Linked DNA regions of Mus musculus: region 1 is linked to region 2. A link is a contact called in public promoter capture Hi-C data. All regions are on one chromosome and are shown on one strand. The core of a region is the stretch at or near the end of the contact, and the rest is flanking DNA. Distances in the headings are between cores, read along the strand shown. Region 1 overlaps LOC115488208 (a long non-coding RNA gene). Region 2 overlaps Sfxn1 (sideroflexin 1).

What was found. Promoter capture Hi-C pulls out the DNA fragments that hold promoters and counts their contacts.
Region 1: a contact with region 2 is called in a promoter capture Hi-C map of embryonic stem cells, with 6 times the contacts expected there. The contact joins two enhancer-like sites. A contact is called at or near these places in 7 of 39 promoter capture datasets (the 3T3-L1 cell line, the C10 cell line, embryonic stem cells and 2 more) and 1 of 115 datasets of contacts at active chromatin or transcription factors (the 230-238 cell line).

The regions. Positions count from the first base shown.
Region 1 is chr13:54,306,476-54,312,408 of GRCm38.p6, forward strand. All of the region lies in intron 2 of LOC115488208 (a long non-coding RNA gene), which reads right to left. It also overlaps a transcript of Cplx2 not described here. Among named protein-coding and RNA genes, the nearest start is that of Gm52068, 25 kb to the right of the region's middle. Within about 2 kb of position 3,021, at least 58 of the 459 cell types and tissues checked have an H3K27ac peak or open chromatin away from gene starts, as enhancers often do.
Region 2 is chr13:54,078,710-54,084,279 of GRCm38.p6, forward strand. All of the region lies in intron 1 of Sfxn1 (sideroflexin 1), which reads left to right. Among named protein-coding and RNA genes, the nearest start is that of Gm52069, 8.7 kb to the right of the region's middle. Within about 2 kb of position 1,597, at least 52 of the 459 cell types and tissues checked have an H3K27ac peak or open chromatin away from gene starts, as enhancers often do.

The sequences.
Region 1 (5,933 bases), core at 1,771-4,270, 230 kb after region 2:
CATGCAGAGTGCTCCAGAGGGACTCTACTCTTCCTTCATGACACTTAGTCACTGACTAGCTCTTCCACATCAAGCACTGCAGGTGCTAGTGACATGGTGTAACCGGACACATGTGATGTCTGCTTTCCTGGGGCTCACACGCTCAGAGCAGACACAATCATTGAAAATAATGACAAATATGGAAACACTTAGACAGACATGGAAATGGTAACATGGAACTGGTGTCCAAATAACAGAGTCACATTTGTGGAGAAGCACACGCTACACACACTGTGTAAAGAGCAAAGGGCTAAATGTAAGCCTGGGCTGTTTGGGAACAGGTAGGAGGACAGCATGTCTGGAATAGAGTGAGTGTGCAGAGAACCGACCATAGATGAAGTCAGGGAAGGGCAGAGCAGGGCTAGACAGAGCAGAACCTTCCGAGCCATGGTCACAAGGTAGAATTTTATGCAGTTTACACTAAAAAAAAAAAAAGATAAAAACTGGTTTTGCTTTTTAAATAGTCTCTGTTGGCCATGTGGAGAGTGGTTGGCCCATAATGCTGAGTTAGGAGCAGAGGAGGCAGGGAGGATGAAATACCGCCTTCCTTCTTGAAGGTGCTCAGCACACAGTCAAACAGACAAGGGCAGCATGACCTCCATGTCGAGCCAGCATGGGCTGTATCACTGAAGCAAAGGATTTGCTCCAGCAAAGCGAAACACAGAAGGGTTTGCTCAACGGGGCCCCTGGGAGGCCTCCTAGAGGCAGACTGAGGCTTCTTGGTCTTTCCCCACTTTTTGAATAAGAAACTGCCTTCCTAGCCAGGAGTTTTCTAGAGCTCAGAGTCTGTGTCCCATATTTGGCGCAATATATTGAAGTAATTTAATGGGGGGAGGGGTTCTGCCCGACTCTTTCCTGTTTTGCTCCCAAGTAAACAACACAAAGACATCCGAATTTATTCACATGCTACAAACCTAAACTGGGAAGGTTCTGAGACTATTGTAACATGGCTAGGCTATTAATAACCAGATAAATGCCCCATTACCTGCCAAGTGAGACTTGCTCTGTTTCATGTGTGTCCTCAATATGAGCTTCATTTGGCCATGTGCTCATGGTCCCTGCTCATGGTCTGTCCTTATGGTCTATCCTGCCTCTTGAGGACCTCCGTCTTCCCCTACATTTTTCCTTCTCCTCATGTTCCCTACCTGAGACGCCCCCCACCCCCCACACTCAATCTCAAGTTCCACCTTCCCCTCTCTCCTGTTCAGTCCCAAGCTCCAGCCTTTTACTGTCCAGTCAGAGACCGGGGAGCATTCTTTATAGTACACGGTCAATACAATGTCCATGTCCAGACTGCAACCTGATCTTGGGGCACAGCACTCAACGTGACTATACAGTGTACAAGACCAACCCCAACACAGGCAGTGGGTGTCAGGTTGTTCTTGGGGAAGGAGAGGAGCAGAGCTGGTAGACAGGCAGAGGCAACAGTGGCAGAGAGGAATCTAGACAACCTAGCAACAGATCCCAGCCCTCCGCAAAGACACTTGGTGAATTCAGGGAAGTCATCTATCTTTGTGACCTCCACCTCCTCATTCTTATGATCCAAGTCCCTTCTTCAAGGGGATTCAGTAAGGATTAAACAATGAGACATTCAGGGAGCCCTGGCACTCTGAGAGTAAATCTGAGGGCTGGAGGATGGTTCCTTCACAAGGTGCTTGCTGTGTAAGCGTGAGCACCTGAGCTCAGAGTCCCAGCACTCGCCTAAAAAGCTGGGTGTGGTTGTGTGCACATGGGATCCTAGTGCTGGGGAAGTAGAGATAGGAAGCTTCCTGGGGCTCTCTGGCCAGATGATCTTCCCAAATCAGTGAGAGACCTTGTCTCAAAATAATAATGATAATAATAATAATAGTAATAATAATGATAATGTAGAAAAACAAGTGAGGAAGTCACCTGACATTGACCTCTGGCACTTGCACACACACACACACACACACACACACACAGATGTATATGCACAAACACAATCACATGCACCTTATGTGCAGAATAAATAAATAGAAAGAAAGAAAGAAAGAAAGAAAAAAAGAAAGAAAGAAAGAAGGAAGGAAGGAAGGAAGGAAGGAAGGAAGGAAAGAAAGAAAGAAAGAAAGAAAGAAAGAAAGAAAGAAAGAAAGAAAGAAAGAAAGAAAGAAAGAAAGAAAGAAAGAAAGAAAGAGAAGTATGGTTAGTGCTAAATAAAAAGGGGGTAAAAGAGAGCAGGCTAGCAAGATGCATGTGCCAAGTGATACCAGCTGGAGCCCAGCTCTGAGGATCTACAATCACCGGCTGGAGATGGCTGTCATGTTCTATAATAAGTGAGGGCTATCAGAACGTTTCAAGAGGGAGTCTATTAGAGGAGAGTAATGAAACCCCAAGGCCCAGAGAGGGAAAGGAATTTACCCCCACACAGCCAGTTACCAACAGAACTCTTCCATCTGTCTCCTCCATGTCTGTAGGATGGCAATGGCAGGTTATATTTTGTTCCTCTGTGACATCCTCAGAGCCTATAAGAATTCCTAGTATCTTCTCAGTAAATATTTATATAGTACATTGCTGAGTCAGAGACCAAATGGAACAGGAAACATCAGAAACCTCGAATCCTTGAGAAGATTAATGCGTTTAAGGCAATGAGCAAACACCCTCCATAAAATAGATCAAAACAGCTAGAGAGGTTTGTCCTGAGTCCCTCCAAACCCCAGGTTCTCTTATGATAAAAGACACAAATGTGTGCACTTCCCTCGCTGACCCCCTCAGTCCACAATGAGCATCACTTCGTAGTGTGCAGAAATTAATCTTGGTAAGGTGCCTACAAGATGAAACCGGTTGCTTAGACTTCAGTGTGGTAATTGCCAATGCAGAGGAAAATGCATTTTTCCATTTGCAAGAGGCAGGTCTTTGTGTTCAGAAAAAAAAAAAAAAAACCCAGCCATTAGAATTCCTGTGGCTGACTCGTTGGGAAGCTGTGACAGCCAGGCAAGCAAGCAGGGTCTTTCAGTTCAAGCAGCAGATGGCTAGAGAAGCCAGGCGCCAGTTCTCCATGCTGAACGCCTACTCAGAGCAGGGTACAGGGCCAGGCACCTCGCCAACAGCAGAGAAGCCCATCCTGCCACCTCTTAGCTGGACCATGTGACCTGCCCCATCCTTCTCTGAGCTTCAACGTCATAATCTATAAAGAGGAGAAAGGCTAGTGAGGTCCCTGGGGTCATTTTGACTTTGGCAGGCCATGTATAAGTGTCACTTCAATGCTGCCAGTAACAGTGTATAGTAAATGTATCCTCCTATTTCCGGAATGCTTAAACACAAAGCCAGAAGTGTCTTCCTAGGCTATCCTTCTTGGGCCAGGACAAGGGCCTGGCCTTCAAAGAGCTCAGGTCTAATGGGGAGAAAGAAAACAAACACATAAAATTATTTGCCAGGTTCTGTATATTCTAAGGGCAAACATGCAGCACCAGGGGCAGAAGAAACAGAAAGAGCAGATACCCTGGGTCATGGGAAACTCAGCAAGGTTGCAGGATAGAAATGGAGTGACCAGTGGGGACAGGGGTGGTGGGAGCCCTTATAAGCTGCCGTTGCCAAGTTCAACAGAGTGAGATTGACACTGGGGAACGATCTAGTAGCTGCTGAGGCTAGGACAGGAGCTGGGGCTGGGACCAGAGCCTGCCACAGAGATTTTCTTGAGGTCGATCAGAGAGCTTCCCAGGATGGGTGATTTACAACCTCTCCCAAGTCTCTACTGCACCCAGCCCAGGAGGCTGGGTCCCTTCTTCCCCAACCCCACACCCCCTCAAGCACAGAGAGCCTGCTTCTGCTTCTCCCATCTCCATACTCCAAATGTCTGTCCCATGCCTCTCTCTGCCCAACCCCCCGGCAAGACTATGCCAAGCTCCCAGCTTCCCCTGCACTCAAATCCCATCCCCTACTACCCCAGAGACACGACTCTGAGGCCCATCTCTCCCTGGCTGCCCTGAGGACCCTGCCTCAAGGCCAGCCACGTGCTTCTGAATTCCCCTACTGGACCACACTCTCTGCATGAGTTTGCAGGCAGTGTTCCCTCTGTCTGGCGAGCCCTTTGCATTCAACCGTTCTCTTGGTCTCTCTAGGTTTCAACCCCCAGCTCATTTTCTCAGGGAAGTTCCTGCTACTCCTGGGGAGGGCTAGCCTTGACAAGCCTGCAGTATATTTCAGTTGGCTGCTTTCTTGGCAGCTCTTCACATCTCACTTCTGTTTAAGACCAGTGGGGATCTGAGCTTGAACTGTGTGGGTCAAGTCCTTATTGAGCCTCTTTGTCATCCTCTGCAGAAGAAAGCTGTGACACTGGACTGGTCAGATAGTGAGCCGTTTAAGACAGTGCTGAAACTGAGACCCTCCCCTGTGTAGTTAGAATAGCTAGTCTGTGAAAGGAGCTAGTCCGTGTGAGAATTGACGCTTTTCACTACCACAAGTCAAAACCTGCTCAGTCCTGGGTCCTGGAGAGCATCCTGAAGGAGCCCCTATTCCAACAGTGGGGCTAAGGGCCGAAGCTGTGTATGCTGAAGGTTAAACATAGTCACATAGGCTATGGGAGAGGGGTCAGTGGTCCTCTGAACCTCAGCCCCCACTTTGTTAAATGACCATTGTACCTGAAGTAGGACTGTTACTGGAAAGAAGACAGAGAGAGTCCAGGAGGAAGTGATAGGTTGCACTGGGAGGAACTGGGTAAGATGTTGCAGCCCCCCCCTCAATAGCCTACATCTGGTGCTCGGCCAAGAAGAGGCCCACCAGGCCCTGAGTTCAGCAGCTGGACAGACAGTTTATGGGCTATGGGTTGGGATCCGAGCTCCATGCATACCTCCATGTGAACTGGACCATCACGTCAACTGCCCCCCCACCTCTGCTCTCCGTTAAATTGGACCTCTCTAATCCTCAGTGTGTAAAGACAGGTCTACCAGACCATGGGAGCAGGCTCAGTCAACAAACACTGGCGAGATGCTGACATTGCCAGACCTTGGGAAAGGCCTGGGAACAGACACAGATGAGCCAATGCTGGCATCTTGCAGCAAGATTGGCACCACCAGGACTGAAGTGAGGGATGTAATTAGGATTTAAGGGGCTCTCATCTATGTGCCTCTGCAGCCAGGATCCAGCTGGCACACAGGAGGTAGGCACCATTAAAGCCCCATTATACAGAAGAGGAAGCAGAGATGCGGGGAGATGCAGTAGATATCCCCAAAGCCAGGACTAGAAACCAGACATGATTGACAACAGAATGTATCTGTTGACACCAGATACCCTGGTGGTACCACCCAAGCATTTCCTGAGCCAGTAAACAAGATGGGCAACAGCTAGCAGGTTAAGTGGAGAAGGAGCCAGGAGTTTGATCTGATGCCAGACAGAGGCCCATCCTACCCAGCCCTTTGCTGGAACTGATAAAAAGCAGTGGCAGCCTTGGATGGAGATCACAGTGACTGAGGACACTGGATGTCATGTTCACTTAGGAAGCCCAACCCCTGGCTGTACTCTCAACTAACTCCAAACCCTCTCTCCTTCTCTAGGAAGTTAAGCATCTCTGCTGTGCTATCTACTCTGCTTGGTGTCTGACTCTCCTGCATCCCAGCTCATCCAGGAAGCACAGGTAAGGGCACTGCCCAAGGTCATAACCACTCCGGGAGCCTCTGGCCTGGGACTAAGATGGCAGAGGGGGGGGGGGGTTACTCATCCTCTTCTAAGTCGGAGTGAGATGGTTCGGTCAGGGGATGGTTCGATGGTTCGGGCTTCATCTTTGGTATATTATCCTATCAAACACTTCCTCTTAAAGCCCAAGGTGGGCGTTCTCCTGACTGGTTCCAGATGAGAAAACTGAAGCTCAGAGAACAGTCCAGTGCACAGGGATGGCAGGTGGCTAAGGCTGAGTTCCTATCTACTGTTCTTGTCGGTGG
Region 2 (5,570 bases), core at 347-2,846:
CGTGAACCCCCCAGTACCGTTCACCACCAGCTGGCAGTGCTGTGCTGTGGATGCCTCCTGGCTGCTCTATGGAGTGCCACCGGCATGGGGTGTGGCCCTGATGCTCCTGCATCTTTGCTGGTTGTCTAGAGGGATGCATTTTAACAGTCTGTCGTAGCCTCGGATAGATGTGACGAGAACGTACTGGAAGCCCCTTGTCTCCTGTCTCTCCAGGGTACCTTTCATTTGCCTCCAGTGTACCAAAGCTGAACATTCTTTGCTATTGTCTGCAATGTGTTCTTTTGAGCTATGTATGGCATTTTTCCTTACCCGTGCCTCCTTCTGCCGTTTGGAAAGTGTGTATCTCCTTGAACTCTCTGTGGCTAAGTGAGCATCCACACCGTCCCCAGTCCCCAGTATTGGTGTGAGACTGAGCAATAGAAGGCCTTTCTGCAGGCAGGCAGCAGCCTCTCTCAGCTAACTCCTCTGTTAGAGAACCCACATCACTGATTACCACAAATCTCTTGTTTCCTGTCTCAAGAATACTCCTCTAAAGAGTAGTTTGAACTCTGCCCAGTCTCAACCTTCAGGACAAACAAGCCTTTAACTATAGCCATTGGACGCCTGCTCTCTGCATGCTAACCAATCCATCCCGTTACTTCACCTAGCCACCACCACAACCTCACTTCTCAAAAGTTGTGTGTGTGGTATTCCCAGTCAGGATGATCAGTCTGTGCGAAGAGGGCACCCCATCTCTGTATGCCACTCGGGCCGCTAACCCCAGTACCCTGTGCCACCACCATCCCAGCTGCAGTAGGACCTGAAACAAACTGACCAAATGGGCAGGAGGAAGGTGGTATGCCCACAGTCCCACGCAACAGCCCCTTCCTTGGCCCACTCTTGACCCAAAGTGAAGCTGGCCATGCTTCCTCCACCTGACATACACAGGGCGCCTGAGTACCAAGTACAAAAACAACCCTGTTCCTGCCCATGGCTGACCCAAGTGAACTTGGGAGTCAGAGTCGGGGTGGGGCTGGGAGGAGGTAGGTTTTTCGGTTTTCTTTTTGTTTTTTGTTTTGTTTGGGGTTTTTGTTTTGTTTTGTTTTAAATAAAACTAATCGGTTCCTGAAGAAAATAGAAGTGGAGAAAGTGAAAGCACTGCTTGCCGATGGAAATTGATACTTTAAAAAGGGTTTGGCTAGTAGATCATAGTAAATAGTTACATTGTACCTGGCCCTCTATCAGCCGTGTCAGGCAAGATGCTGATGCAGCGTTACTGATGAATCTGGTGGCCTTTCTTTTTCTGGGCGTGGGGAGCACAGGTTACTGCATCCAGTTTGTGCCGGTAGAAAGCCACTTGGACTCACAGTGAGGGAATGGAGCCCTGTTTGTTCCCTTTGCCACACTAACAAACCACACATTTAGTACCTAAAACAAGTTTATTTACTCTCTTAGTGTGCTGGAGGTCAGAAGTCAGACTGGGGCAGACTTCCCCCTGGGAAGAGTCACTTTGCATTTCCAGCCACTGGAAGCCCCTGCTCTGCTCAGCTGTCCACCCAGCCTCACTTCAGCTCCAGCTTGTGACTCTGGACCTACTCAGATAATCACAGGATCTGGAGCCAAAACCCCTGAGCCAAGCCTCAGAACTATGAATGCAGCGTTTCCTCAGCTCCTGGGCACCATACTGTGTACTTGGACAAGAGTTTCTGTGGGGCTTTGCGGCTTCTGAGATCTGACAGTTTCGCCTGGAGTGTGAAGGTCTCTGTGCAGAGAAAGCCGCCTTGCTTTCTTCCTCCGTAGGTTGGGAATAGCCTCTGAAAATCTTTCCTCATCTGTAAGAAGTCTGTAATGTGTAGAAAGGGCACAGCTGTTGTGGAAACTGAGCTGGCTTATTTCAGCACTGGCCTGAGGAGAGAGCACATGCTCTCAAGCATCCAGGGTACCTCTGGGTTTAATAGGAAAATGTTCATTTCCTGACCCATCTTTGTCCCGTAGAAGGGAAATTTTACAAGGCCTCTGTCTGCAGTGTTCCTGTGGCTCTGTTGGGCTATGCTCTGTGAAGTATGATGTCCACGGTACTAGAAGTTTCTTTCTAAGAAGTTTTCTTTCTTATTTAAAGGGAAAAGGGAACCTCAGAGACTCCATCCAGTACTCTATAGATAGTAACTGATTTTATCCTTAAAGGGAAAAAAAAAAGCTAAAGAGACTAGAGAGAAAAAGTGATGTGCTGGGGTCCCCTCTCCCCTTCAGCCATGTCACCTGACAGAGCATTTCCTTCCCTTGGGTCTCAGGTTTCCTGTCTGTATGATAAGCTTGTTGGATAATTCAGTTGTAATGTCCTGTATAGTTCTTATGCAATACTACCACAAAGTATCCACTAATGACATGGTGTTGGCTACAATTTAGCCAAAATGGTGCTTGTACTTAACACATTGGACAAAGTTTGTTGTTAAGAACTGGTACACGCCTTTAATCCCAGCACTTGGGAGGCAGAGGCAGGCGAATTTCTGAGTTCAAGGCCAGTCTGGTCTACAGAGTGAGTTCCAGGACAGATGGGGCTACACAAAGAAGCCCTGCCTCGAAAAACAAAAACAAACAAACAAACAAACAAAACCAACCAAACAAACAAAAAACCCAAAAAACAAAACAAAACAACAACAACAAAAAAAAAAAAACCCTGGAATTCTGTGAAAGCTACATTTAAAATATTGCCTTGTTGCCTCTATTAAACATAAAAGAGAGAGAATGCTCTTGAGAAAAACTGTCCCCTGGGGAAGAGTTTACCCCAGCCTGAGAACATCACAGGGTGGGCAGGAAGGGAACATTGGCCATGTAGCCATATTTAGAGCATGGTCCAGTGCCCACCCATTGAGCTGAAGGTTTGCTAGACCACCTGTGGAGTCACATGTCCAGGCAGCCTCAGCCAGGCCTAGTGTGTGAGAATCTCTAAAAGGCCTGTGTGTGTTGTTTCTTTTTTTTTTTAAGATTGATTAATTGATTATATGTAAGTACACTGTAGCTGTCTTCAGACGCACCAGAAGAGGGCATCAGATCTCATTATGGGTGGTTGTGAGCCACCATGTGGTTGCTGGGATTTGAACTTAGGACCTTTGGAAGAGTAGTCGGGTGCTCTTACCCACTGAGCCATCTCACCAGCCCCGTGTGTGTTTTTAAAAGCTCTCCTTCACCCCCATGTATCCTGTGGTTTAGAGCTTCTGTCTTTGCCAGTGCTGTTGTAGGAACAAACTGAGCCTTTGATGTGATGTGCCTTTGCTTTTGAGCTTCTCTGGGCTACTGAACCATCCCTTCCATCTTTAGCTGTATCTCTTACTGTAGTTATCTACTACGACGGCGACGACGACGACGACGACGACTACTTGCCTAATCAGTAGAGATTCCTTAATAACCTTCATCTCCAAACATAGGCACTGAAGGTAGTCAGACCAGCTGGAGGTGCAGACAACCTTTGGGTTCCTCTCCATTATGGAGGGTGCTTAGATGTCTTGGCTACCCTCTGTGAGTGAATCTGAAAGCATCCCTACATATAAACTGGAGTTTTTATTTACTATTGGTGGGCTATCTAAATAATCCATGTTTCCACACAATGACCCAGCCTTTTGTTGTCTATGAGACCCATTTACCTGTTAGCTACCAATGATCAATCATAATCCAAAAACATTGAATGGGAAATTTCAAAAACAGTAAGATATTTTGAGAGAGAACACATTCCCACAGCTTATATTGTCATATGTATTGTTCCACTGTAAGTAGTGTTAACTTCTTGCTGTGCCTAGTTTATCGATTAACCTTATTCTGAGTATTAAATATATAGAAAAATATAGGGGTCCATACCATCTGTGGTTTCAGATATCCACTGTGAGGACTTGCACCCCTCAAATAAGGTGAATTGCGATATGTCTCTGTCCCTGGATTTAACATGCACAACTGTTTATTTTAATTTATACTTTGGGTCTGTTGTGTATTATAACCTTATCAGGCAACAGCCAGCAGGGATGGAGCTGCTGTCCAGTGGAGGAGTACTTCCAGGCTCATTGTAGTAAGGAAGATCACGACCAGGGGAGTTGTATGGGCTCTAGCCAAGCAGAGAAGGAAGGGTTATCTTAGCACTGTAGAGGACAGTGTAACTTATTTCTGCAGCATTATGATGAGCACAAACCATGACTGGGGAAAGAAGCAGACCCTCGTCCCTGTTTCCTTGGAAACTACGGTGTTGAGATGGACTTAGGATGCTGAGTCCAGAATTTCCCTAATGTGATGCCTGGGCTGAGAACTCGGTGACTCTGGTGCTGGGGAGCAGAGGAGGGTGGGTTGATTCACTCTTATGTTTCAAAATGCAAAGTTTCTGAGCATCTGTGATTCTGCAAAGCCAGGTCTCTCCTAAGTGGTGTCACTCTGACATGGAGCTGTTGACACTTCACAGCTGGGAGAAAAGTGGTTTCCTGTTGGCTCCCCACCTACTTTTATCTGGATCTGCTGTCCTAGCCTGTTTTATCAATAGCTAGATTCACTGCTGGCTGCGCCGCTTCAGGCATGGGTGCCTGACTGACGTGGTCAATTTTGACCCAGTGATCAGTGATGCATTATTACGGACAAAGGGTAGGGTGACCTAGCATTTTCATCTTATGCCTTAGTGGTCCCTAGAATTCATGAATGCTAAACAAAACTATGGTTAGAACTAATGTTAGAAACAGAAATAAAAAAGTATAAGAAAATGACATGAGTCCTCTCTAGTGATTGGATCCTTTGACTCGCCATCACCAGAGAATTCATCCAAGAGAATCACCAGATATGACAGAAGAGAGCCCCAGACAGGCTGTGGTGTTATGTGTAACATAGAGAGCTAACACAAGGCAGGACTAAAAGGGTTATTGTGAGTCCACAGTGGAGAGCTGACACCTCTGGGGGATTTTTATGAAACAAAGTAGATATCCAAGAAAGGGGTGGAAAGATTGCAAGAGCCAGTAGGGGTGGGAAGTGCTGGGCTGAGGTGGAATAAGCCTGCAGGGAAATGGTGTCCTCTGGATGTAGTGGGCAAATTGCATCCACTTACTCTCAACAATATGGGCTGCCTGAATGAGACCATGTCAGTCAACATTCCAGATGAGGGAAGGACTTGTCAGCTGTTGAGAGAAGGAGGTTTCTTCAGAGTGAATCATGTGATAGGCTGCCCATGCCAAAGTGGTTCATATCACACATATGTACATACTTGGACTTGAGCTATGTATATGTGTGTATATACACATATATGAATATGTAACACATACATAATATATATATGACATATTAGAAGAACAGGTCATAAATTTGAGAGGGGGACGTAGAGGGGACACAGGACAGTTTGGAGAGGGATAGATACAATGAGAACACATTATATTCATGTTTGGAATTATAAAATAATTAAATAATAAGATTTAAAAGATAGCACATCAAATTTTTATATGCTTGTAGATGTTCTCAGGAAAGGAATATCTGAAGACAGTGTCAATTATGACAGAGAGGCTGGATTGTGGGAAATTTACTTTCTTTGCCTAGTAAGGTGGTGGTTTTCTGCAAGCCAGAAGCATATAGCA